Regions from separate parts of the Hordeum vulgare genome. Here region 2 is linked to region 1. A link is a contact called in public Hi-C data. All regions are on one chromosome and are shown on one strand. The core of a region is the stretch at or near the end of the contact, and the rest is flanking DNA. Distances in the headings are between cores, read along the strand shown. Region 1 has its middle 17 kb from the start of LOC123442974. Region 2 holds the start of LOC123439523 (crocetin glucosyltransferase, chloroplastic-like).

What was found. Hi-C and Micro-C count contacts between places; a contact is called where the count stands out from the background.
Region 2: a contact with region 1 is called in a Hi-C map of leaf, with 2.1 times the contacts expected there. The contact joins the promoter of LOC123439523 here to the enhancer-like site in region 1. A contact is called at or near these places in 2 of 6 Hi-C or Micro-C datasets (leaf and seedling).

Annotation. Positions count from the first base shown.
Region 1 is chr3H:62,832,228-62,837,560 of MorexV3_pseudomolecules_assembly, reverse strand. No RefSeq gene overlaps it. Among protein-coding and RNA genes, the nearest start is that of LOC123442974, 17 kb to the right of the region's middle. Within about 2 kb of position 3,275, at least 3 of the 3 cell types and tissues checked have open chromatin away from gene starts, as enhancers often do. A contact at or near this core is called in leaf and seedling, where this site is marked.
Region 2 is chr3H:62,899,290-62,904,622 of MorexV3_pseudomolecules_assembly, reverse strand. It overlaps LOC123439523 (crocetin glucosyltransferase, chloroplastic-like), which reads right to left and starts at 2,210. Exons shown (of 1, transcript XM_045116230.1): 1 at 412-2,210. The coding sequence starts at 2,116. The coding sequence ends at 674.

The DNA.
Region 1 (5,333 bases), core at 2,026-4,525:
CGGAGCGGTACTGCCGCTCCCGCGAGTTGTACTTCCGCTTAGCACTACCACTCAAAATTTGCACGAGTGTTGTAGATATCAGAGAGCTAAAAATAAGAGGTAGTAGCAGCAGTACTGGAGAGTGGTAGTATCGCCCGAGCGGTACTACCGCAGCGGAACTTTCGCATAAGAGAGAAAAATTGTCCTCGCATTAAAATTGCCATAACTTTTGCATACGAGCTCCGAACTGAGCAAACTCAAGCTTGTTGGATAGCACACAATGAGTACTATCCAAAAAGTGATGGCACAAGATGGTTATGTGAAGAACATGCAGTTATGAAAATGCAAATGATATAGAGATGTGAAAACTCTATGAATGAAGAACCAACAAAAACTCCAACATCGAAAACATCATAGAAGATGCACATGAACTCCGTTTTCGATGAACTCAAGCTTGTCATGAAGATGACCATAAGATCAAGAACCCACATAGAGAAAAACCAACCAAGAACCAATAAAGATGATACTGCCAAGAATGCAATGGTTTGAGCTCTCAACGAACGATACGATCAAGCTATTCACTTGAGAGACCCCTTGATAGTACGACAATCTATCCTATAACCCGGTCTCCCAACTAACACACTGAGACTGGTAAAATAGAAAACCTATCAAGAACAAACCTTTGCCTTGCGCATAGTCCACTTGAGGTAGATGATGACGGTGTTGTCCTCCTCAAGATGGACCACCTTTCTCGATTGCGCCGACATGATGAAGACTACTAGATTTCTCCCCCATACTCCACTATGGGTGAGCCACTCTTCAGCACATCTTCACAAGCCCATTGCCACCACAATGGACGACAAGCTTCAAGCATGATCTCTTCGTGATGCTCCATTTGAACTTGCACACGCAATCTTGATGACGATCACCACTTGATGTCATCCTCCATGGGTCATATTAGATCTTCCTCTTGACGCAAGCCCATGGAAATATACCTAACCCGACATAGAACTCTCACATAGATCATGGGTTAGTACACAAAGCGTAATGGACAATGCTTACCATACCATGAGATCACTTGATCCCTCTCGGTACATCTTGTACACTTTGTGTGTTGATGAACTTGATTCACTCTTTGACTTCGTCTTGATCAACCTTGTGTCTTTATGACCAATCTTTGGATAAAACCTTAAATACCACCTTGGTCATCATATAAACTCCTTTGAACCAACAGATGGACTTCAAGAAGTGCCTATGGACAAATCCTTTGAATATAACTCAAGGCAACCATTAGTCCATAGGGATTGTCATCAATTACCAAAACCACATATGGAGAAATATACTCTAGAAATAGCTTTGGTATATGTCAATTCCTGATATTTTCCAAGGTTGAACCACCTATACTTCAGCCTTTTTCAAAGAAAATTGGCCCTTCGCTTTACACGGACAACTGCTATTGACTGCACGTAGTTTAACACCGTCTTCGGTTCACCGATCGATTTACTCTTGTTGTGGTAGTAAACTTTTGGCTTTCTCCAACTAAGGTACTTAACCAATTAAATCGGAAGTAACAATCGCAGTGGTGCTCCCTCTACACTCTTAGACAAATAGGTCGAAAATGTAAGGGGTAAGCACATTAGTTGGGCAACCCAACTATTGATCAAAGACACAACTTGAAAATGGTCCATATAATGCAAAGTACCGAGGACGCAGGACCGAGGACTTTCCAGATTACCTCGGGTTTTGCACGGGGTCGGCTCAATTTACGGACCCCCGTCAAGGTTGTTGATGCTTTAGAGGTGTGTATTGTGTGTATCGCAAGAGTTATGACTAGATTATGAACGAAAAAAATGATAAAAGGATGCGCCATGAGTGTATTCGTGGTCTAACCAAATGGGTCTTCTCTTTATTCATCAATAGGTTCGAATCACACAAACCGAGCAAAACATAACTGTGAAAGGTACAAAATGTGGAACAAGAAGATAACCAAGGAGGAGTTGCACTCAGATCTAAGTGTCTTGTTTTACATCCACTATTGTCCTTCTAGCGCGTCTCCTAGGTGTTGCTTTATCAGTGCTTCCTCGTCCAATCTGAGGGTAGTCCTCCCCAACTGTTAGTTTGTGCTCTGCTGTCTCCCATGGGATTTTTACCGTAAAGTTGTGAACCTAAGGAACATAGTACTCGGTCATATAAAGGGACAACGTAGCGCATATTTAGGGGTGCTATATGGTTGCTTCGAGGAGAAATTTATACTCCGAGACCGCTTGACACGGTCTTGTCTGCTTAATGCAGCTCGGGTTCTTGACGCATCCTCGACAACTTGAACCTCGCCGCAAAGGCCGCGGTCTACTCCTCGGTTCGAAGGGAGCGCTCCTGGTTGTCATTGACTGTGATGGTGCCCTTTTAACAACTAGCATAGAGGTAACAAGAGGAAACCCTTTCAAGTGAATAGAGACGGCCCATCAATGTTGGACAACATCTGAAAACCTTAGAGGATGATCTACCTCGAGATCGTAATAGTGAGTTCTATTCTGAAAACCTTGCCTCTACAGACTAAACCCCTCGTCTTATATAGGCACCGGGGGTACCTAGAGCTACAAGTATGTCGGTTACAATTAGGAATAACATGCCACTAATTCAATAAGGCCCCCTTTGTGCTCTGGTATATCAAGGTCGTGGGCATGCCGATGCGGAGAACTACAACGTCATCCTTGCTAGAGAGGAGGAGTTCAGAGAGGAGGAGGGGCTCAGAGCGGTATGTGCATCATCGGAGCACGGTATATACAACTGCAATAAGGCCACGCATACACATGATCACCCCGCTTAATCGACGTTGTCCTTCGTATGGTCACATCGCACAACATCAATGCTATCAGACACGTCCGGACCGGCATGAATGCGAGACGGGAAGAAGAGTGTGCGTTGGATAGAAAGTGCGGGAGAGATGAGAGAGGAGTTTGGGGTGGGGCTAGCAGACCGTCCAACGGTTTGAGGGCCCACTTGGATATGCCCCAAGCACGTCATGAACAGGCTGCCAGAAATTGAAAGCTCTGCGCTCGTTGAAAATAACACCGTTGTCGACCCTAACTTCGTATACACAGACGTAAAACACACATTTCCCGTATAAGTGTTCTCTACGAGCTGGCTACTACGATGGCGACGGATTACGGCACGCACGATCAAAGCCCACATGCATGCACAGCTGACACACATGTCGGCGGTTTGGATACGGTGGATGTGACGTGCCGGATCGTTCGTACGTACAGTAGCAAAATTTGGATACCCATAAGCCGTAGCCTATCCATCCATGTTTGATTAGCGTAGGCAGGTCGTGACGTTGGCCATGACGATAAATGAGAGAGCATTAGCACGTGCGCAGGGCCCGGCTGGCTTGGCTTGAGTGGCCGAAGGAGTGCATGCGTGTGGTTAACTTTCTGGTCGGCCCAGGCTCGATGCATTCCGTTACATGCACAGGTGCATTGATGCCCACATGATATTGATGCCTGGACGTATGCGTCTCGAACAGAACCACAAGATTGTCAAAGTCAAGAAATGATGCACGGTGCAACTTAAATCATCCACAGCGAACTTTGCAAATTCGGCTATAGACGCGGTCGGTCGTGACCGATTACATTTTAAATTTACTTCTCTACACGTGAGCTTTGCAAATCTGACCCTGAACGTGTCAGACATGTCCGCACACGGTGACTGACCACGTTTCATATTTCTCTACATGCAAACTTTGCAAATCCGACCCCCAAACGTGTTGTACGGCGACCGGTCACACCTTAAACTTACTTTTCTACATGTGAATCTCTCACATTTCACCTCCTACGTCCATAAAAACCATACAAAAAAATCTACGTACTATTACGGCACACTAGCTATCATTCGTCCTTGGAGATGTCCACGCCATCGGTGCCGGACGTTGGGTGGACGGGCGCAGAGGAAAACTGCAACTGTTGCTCCTCTCCCCCCCCCCCCCTCATATATATACGCGAGCATCTCGTCGATGCGTGTGCTACGCCCCATCTCTTACCAACGACAATGTCTCGGCTTCGCCTTCGACTCCGAGTGGAAGGAATCGAGGATTGCGTGCAGCTCTGCATGTAGATCCACGTCCCTGGCGTTCCCCACATCCTCCTCATCCTACCCCTCAACCTCCTCCCCCTCTTCCTCAACCTAATCCTCCTACTCCCCCTCCTCCTCCAAGTTCTCCTCCGAATCCATCGCATCCGGAGGTAGACCCGTGGTGATCCGAGCTTCACACCTTGTCTGGATCTTCTCAAGGAGCTCCAGCTCGCGCTCTGGCATTAGATACGCCCGACGACGCCAGGGCATGGCTACTACTAGTGGCGGGCGAGGAGTGGAAAGTGACAACGGCAGACAGAAGGAGGAGATGTGAATGGTTAGGATTTCCGTGCCAGTGGTCGGCTTAAATAGTCGGGCTAGGCACTACACGGCCTGTGTGGAATGACGCCATTGATTCGACGAAGGAGACGAGCTTAACATCTTTTAAATACATGATTAACATTTTTTTAAATAAGGTTTTGAACAGTTTTTTGAATACATACATGTTAAACATTTCTCAAAATAGATGTTCAAATATTTTCTGAATGGTACGCAAAATTGTTCTAAAATTAAAGGAACATTTTTTTAAATGTCACAAATATTTTATGAGATGTGTGAATAATCCTTAAATTTTAACGTGTGTTTTTGTCAATGGTACGGAACATTTTTATAATTACACAAATTTCTTTACATTGTATTTTTTTTAAATGTCACGGACATGTTTTTGAGATGTCTGAATTTATTTAAACTCTAGCTTGCGTTGTGCGAATGGTAGGAAATATTTCTTACATTGTATAGTGTTTTATAAATGCTACATTTGTTCAAACGAGTGAACATTTCTTAAATTCACACCATTGATTTTGAATGTTACACACATTTTATTAATTATGTTAAAAAAAAATTAGAATGCTTTAATTTTTTAAATGTCTCCTACATTGTTTTAAGCATTTGAATATAATTTTAGTATCAAAATACTGTTTTTGAATCTTACCCATATTTTTCAAAATTATCTTAACAAAAAATTTGAGACTTTGTTGAAAAAATCAAATTCATGGTATTTTTATTTTTAAATAAATTTATCTTTTGAGATATATGTATATAGAATGTTTTCAAAATAATAAATAAATAGAGAATAAAAAATAAACTAGCTGCAAAAAGCTACTTGAGTCAGCCCATTAGATAGAATGCATGAGTCAGAGACGAGTATCTCGCCATAAGCAAGACATTTTTTGACAAATGGTGAATTGTTTGGCTTGAAATGAGGTATCAAGAGGACACAAACA
Region 2 (5,333 bases), core at 961-3,460, 68 kb before region 1:
GAGTTTTTATTTTGCAATATACAGATGACGAGTTGATCAAGGGAAGTATTGAGAATTAAACATGTGGTCAATTGTTGGGGAAAATGTGTCTCCCCAACACACCCCTTCATCTTGGGGAACTAGTGGATTTTTTGAACTCTTTGTTTATCCCTTTTACTTTCACTCTATAACAATTGTAACCATTCCTCCGAACTTTTTTTTTTGAGTCGCATTCCTCCGAACTTTGTTGGATAAATAAGACGAGGTTTCTTCAAAAAGAAAATCAGACGTGCAGCAGATAGGATTTTCCATAATCGTTAGCCGGTTCCCCCCTCATCGATGGAACGAGATCGGAATCCCTTGTCCTGGCGAATGTCAGGTGGATATTGCAGTTCTAGATGATTAGTCAAGCAACACGGCAATACATTTAGATGATTGGAACAACATCTTGATTAACAGAATTTTACAGTACGGCGAAACGAATGCCTCGGCAAGATGCGAACGGCATTCGATCTTTCCCAGGTAGCAGCTACAATGTCGAATCGAATTATTTACGACAGCGAAGAGGTACGGATCGAGTCCTCTCGTCTCGTCTCGTGTACGTCGTCCTGCCAAGCGCTAAACTGCTACTCCTATATGCTGTCGATTTGGTTCGCAGGATCATGCAGCGCATGCAAGCCGGCATGCCGGCTGGCTAGTTGCCGGCGAGGGCGACCTGCCCGGTGACGAACGCCCTGAGGTTCCTCTCGGATGAGCCGCCTACGGCCGCCGCCGCCCGCGCCTTCTCCCTCCACAGCTCTGCCTTGGCGCGCACCACATCCGAGGTGGCGAAGCCTATGCACCTCTGCAGCTCATCGGCCTCCAGCACGCCGTCCTTCTCGCTCACGGTGGCCCTGACCCCGGTGCCGAGCTGCCGCTCCACCAGCCACGCGTTGGTGCCCTGGTCCGTCCACTGCGGCACTCCCACCACCGGCACGCCGCACGCCACGCTCTCGAGCGTCGAGTTCCAACCGCAGTGCGTCACGAAGCACCCCACCGCCGGGTGCGACAGCACCTTCCCCTGGTCACACCACTCCACCACCATGCCCCCGCCGGTGCACAAGTCGTCGCCGTCGACCTCGCCGCGGTTGTCTTTCCTCAGAACCCACAGGAACGGCCGGCCGCTCTCTGCCATGCCGCGCGACACCTCCGCGATCTGCCGCTGGCTCATCGTCGACAGGCTCCCGAAGGAGATGTAGACGACCGACCCCGCTTCCTGCGCGTCCAGCCACTCCAGGTACCCCTTGCCGTCCTGCTTGAACAGGTCGTTGCTGTTGTTGGCCGCCGCCGCCGCCGAGGTGTCTAGGAAGGAGAGGACGGGGCCGATGGGGACGACGTTGATGCCGTGCTGGTGCAGCGTCGCGACCGCGTCGGGCTCCATGGCATCGAACGTGTTCGCGAGCACGGTGGGCGAGTCCTCGCGGTCCAGCACGTCGAGGAGCTCTCGGAACGCGGCGAGCACGAAGGCGTAGGGGTGGTCGTCGGACGCGATGGTGAGGAAGGACGGCAGGTCGCGCACGCGCATCGGCGGGAGCCCCCGGACGCGGACGTCCGCCCACGGGTCGCTCGCCGCGGTGACGACGGCCTGGTCGAGGCCGTCGGTGCCGCGGAAGAAGTGGAAGTAGGCGGCGAGCACGGTGGCCGGCTGGATCCAGTAGAGCGCGGCGGGGACGCCGCGCGCGCGCGCGACGTCGGCGACCCAGGAGAGGAGCACAGTGTACACCACCTGCGTGACGGGGGTGCCGGCGTCGCGGAGGCGCGCGAGCACGCCGTCCAGCGTGCGGGCCCCCACGACCTTGAGGTTGGACATGTAGTCCGTGCTGTCGTGCGCGGACTTGTCGAAGCCGCCGTCGTAGCCGTCGGAGTAGGGCACGTAGCGGACGCCGGCGGCGTCGACGTGGTCCACCGCCGCGGCGTCCGCGTCGTCCGGGAACATCTTGCGGCAGGCGGAGACGGCGGTGGAGACGGTGACGCGGGCGCCCGGCGTGGCGCGGAGCAGGCGCAGCGCGAGGTGGCGCGCCGGGTTGATGTGGCCCTGCGCCGGGTACGTGACCACGAGGAAGTGCGGCGCCTCCCCCACGCGCTCCATGGCCGGCATTGCTGCGTGCGTGCGATGCGATGCGAGTGCAAGAAGACAAGAGCGTACCAGGTAAGCAAGAGTGTCCTTACTGGGGTGGGTTGCGGCGGGTGGTCGATGTGGAGGTGGCCCTTCGCTTCGCTTGTTATATACTCCGGCGGAGGAAAAAATTACGGCGGGGATGACGGAAGTGCTGACTACATGGCGCAGGGGGGGCCATGTCAGACATGTGGTCAGCAGGCATGGCTGGGCTAGCGCTGGCTGCACTTCAGGTGTTTGTGTGGCGGTCCGTGCTGCAGCAAGCAAAGAGAAAGACGTGGATTGCCCAATTAATGGCTTCAGACGGCCACATCTACTCCTCAGTCCTCAGACTTGGTTGTCAACTTGGGAGGGAGAGACGCATCCGAGGATCTCTGATTGATGAGGTTCGTACTGAAATTTTGCATGTCCATCCATAAAACAAACACTGGTACTCCCTTCGTTCACAAAGATAACATGTTTTGGATGTTTTACACTATCATGTCGTAGTATAAATATTTTATCATTATAAATAGGTTGATATAATCTATACTATACCTATTAATAAAGAAAATAAATATTCTTAGTCCGTCATGCTATTTTATGAAAAACCCTCGATGTTTTTGACATTGAACCCGTAATACATATTAAATGTTTTTTAAAATACCCATATCTTCTAAACCGTAACTTCAAACTTAACATGTTATATATGATTTTTGATTAGAAAATATGTAGAATCTGAATATGATGTTATTTTACATGTTAACAATTTTAAAAATATTATCTAGGATGCAATCTTAATCAATAATGCATTACCCTTTCTTTCTTTCATACGGTACTAATTTGGATTGTGGATGAACATCTCAGCAAATTCAGGATTAGGAACAAAATTAAAGATCACTTGACCATTTCTTTGTATGTATTAAATCTACATGCAAGCCGTATTGAAATAAAAAAACCTGTAAAATCTTGAACTACATTTTCGTAGGCTAAGTTCGTCTTTGTTTGGATCGTAGCTACAAATACTTAAATTATAGATCACTTTTTGTAAACTAAAAATATGTGGTATTTTTATCCGTTGCAACGCACGGGCTAAATAGGTTGATATAATATATAAGATACTTTGAAATGAGTTACTAAAAAAATTTAAGTTGGCCCATGATTTTTATTATATTTGTAAAATACATACATATATATATATATATTTGTACGTAAAACAGAAGCATACACATATTATGAGACAAACTATCAAAAAATAGTATATATACTTCCTAAACATTCTTATATACCACCACCTCTAAACATTCTTATATACCACCACCTCCGTCCCAAAATTCTTGTCTTAGATTTGATTAGATAAGAATGTATATCTAGTCACTTTTTAGTATTTAGATACATCCATGTCTAGACAAACCTAAGACAAGAATTTTAATACGGAGGTAGTACACATTACACGTACATACTTTCCGATTTGATAGATACTACATACGACATACAAAACACAAGTGATGGTAACTACCATCAGTGGTAGATTAAATTTGTCCTATATGTGTGTGTGTGAGAGAGAGATTTAATAAAAAGTTAGAACCCTTTTTTGAAAATAAAAATAAAAATAAAAGTTGAGAACATATTATATTGATGCATAAAGATCATGACATCTAGAGAACACGAGATAGATAGAAAGAAATCATTCATAGAGGTCAATCACAAAGGACATCCCAAGATTTATATCGAAGAGCGAATTATGAAAACATGCAATCAACCCCTATGCATAGATTCCCAAGGTCATCGGAATTCTCAAGTTGATGCTACAACATATGAATCAATAGAATACCCCATTGTCACTGCGGGTATTCGCATGCAAGACGTACATAAAGTGTTCTAAAATCCAATATTCAATCCGACATAACAAAATCTCAAAGGAAAAGATTCAATTCATCACAACAAGATAGCAAGGGAAGAACACCATATGAGGACATATGTTCCAGAAAAAACCATCAAAAAGTTTTGGGTGATTTCGAGAACTTTCATTTTCTTCACAAAAAACAACACCACGGTAATTCTGCTAAAAAAGCGCTAGCCCACCTTAGCTCTAAATAAATCAGATAAACTACACCAAAATCATATAAAAGTATGGTAAACATAGGCAAACATGACATGAATACTTCATAAATTATTGATACGTTGGAGACGTATCAGGCTGCGTTGCACCGTTCCTATCGTGTCACCTGCCTTGCCACCCTTTCTTTGACAACCCGCTACGAATAGGTACCGCCACCACGAGGTAGTGGAGGATGCACATGTGTGCCTTTGCGATCATGTGGGACAATTCCTCCTTATTAAATAGGCCACACCAATTGCAGCGGTGCGGCGACGACGACCCATCGATTCAAGTATACGTGTTGTGTGGTCGCAACTATGTAGGCTCCTCCTTAGGCAACATTATTTGTCATTCCATGATAAAAACTTGTGCAAAATATGATATCATTTGAACAAACTATACCAAGATTTCTGCCATAACATTGGCTATTTTCCTTGAAAGCCATGGAACTTCAGACATGATAGCTCGTTTGTGAGAACATTTTTAGGACAATTTCCATAGTCCAAGTTTGTTATTGTTCGTGGAAACTATGTCACATATAATGACACAATGCGAAGGTTTTCAATTTGTTTTTTTAATTTCTTATGTCCGTTTCAAAATGCGGTCAAAACGGCAGGCATGACCGTTCATAGCTCGGTGTTGAGTCTTGCAAAACTTTTGGAGTATCTCTTACTCCCTATGGTCCTTTTTACTCCGCATATTAGATTTGGGTCAAGTCAAACTTTACAAAGTTTGACCAAATATATATTCAAAAATATCAACATCTACAATACCAAATATACATATAATGAAACTACCTTTCGTAATGAATCTAATAATATTAATTTGGCATTATGAATGTTCATACATGTTTCTATAAATTTGATCAAAGTAGAGATACTTTTACTTTGGACAAAGCTAATATGCAGACTAAAAAGGACCGGAGGGAGTATTAAATAGATAGTTATGTACCTAGAAATAATTTAAAAAAATAAATAAAGAGAAAACTATGAGACAAGCGTGGTTCAAATTTGACCCGCTTCCTATTGAATTAGTGAAAATTTGTCTTTTTCAAGAGAGGTGGATCAAAAAAAAATACACCCAACCATTTGGTTAATTTAAATTAAATACGGCCTAATA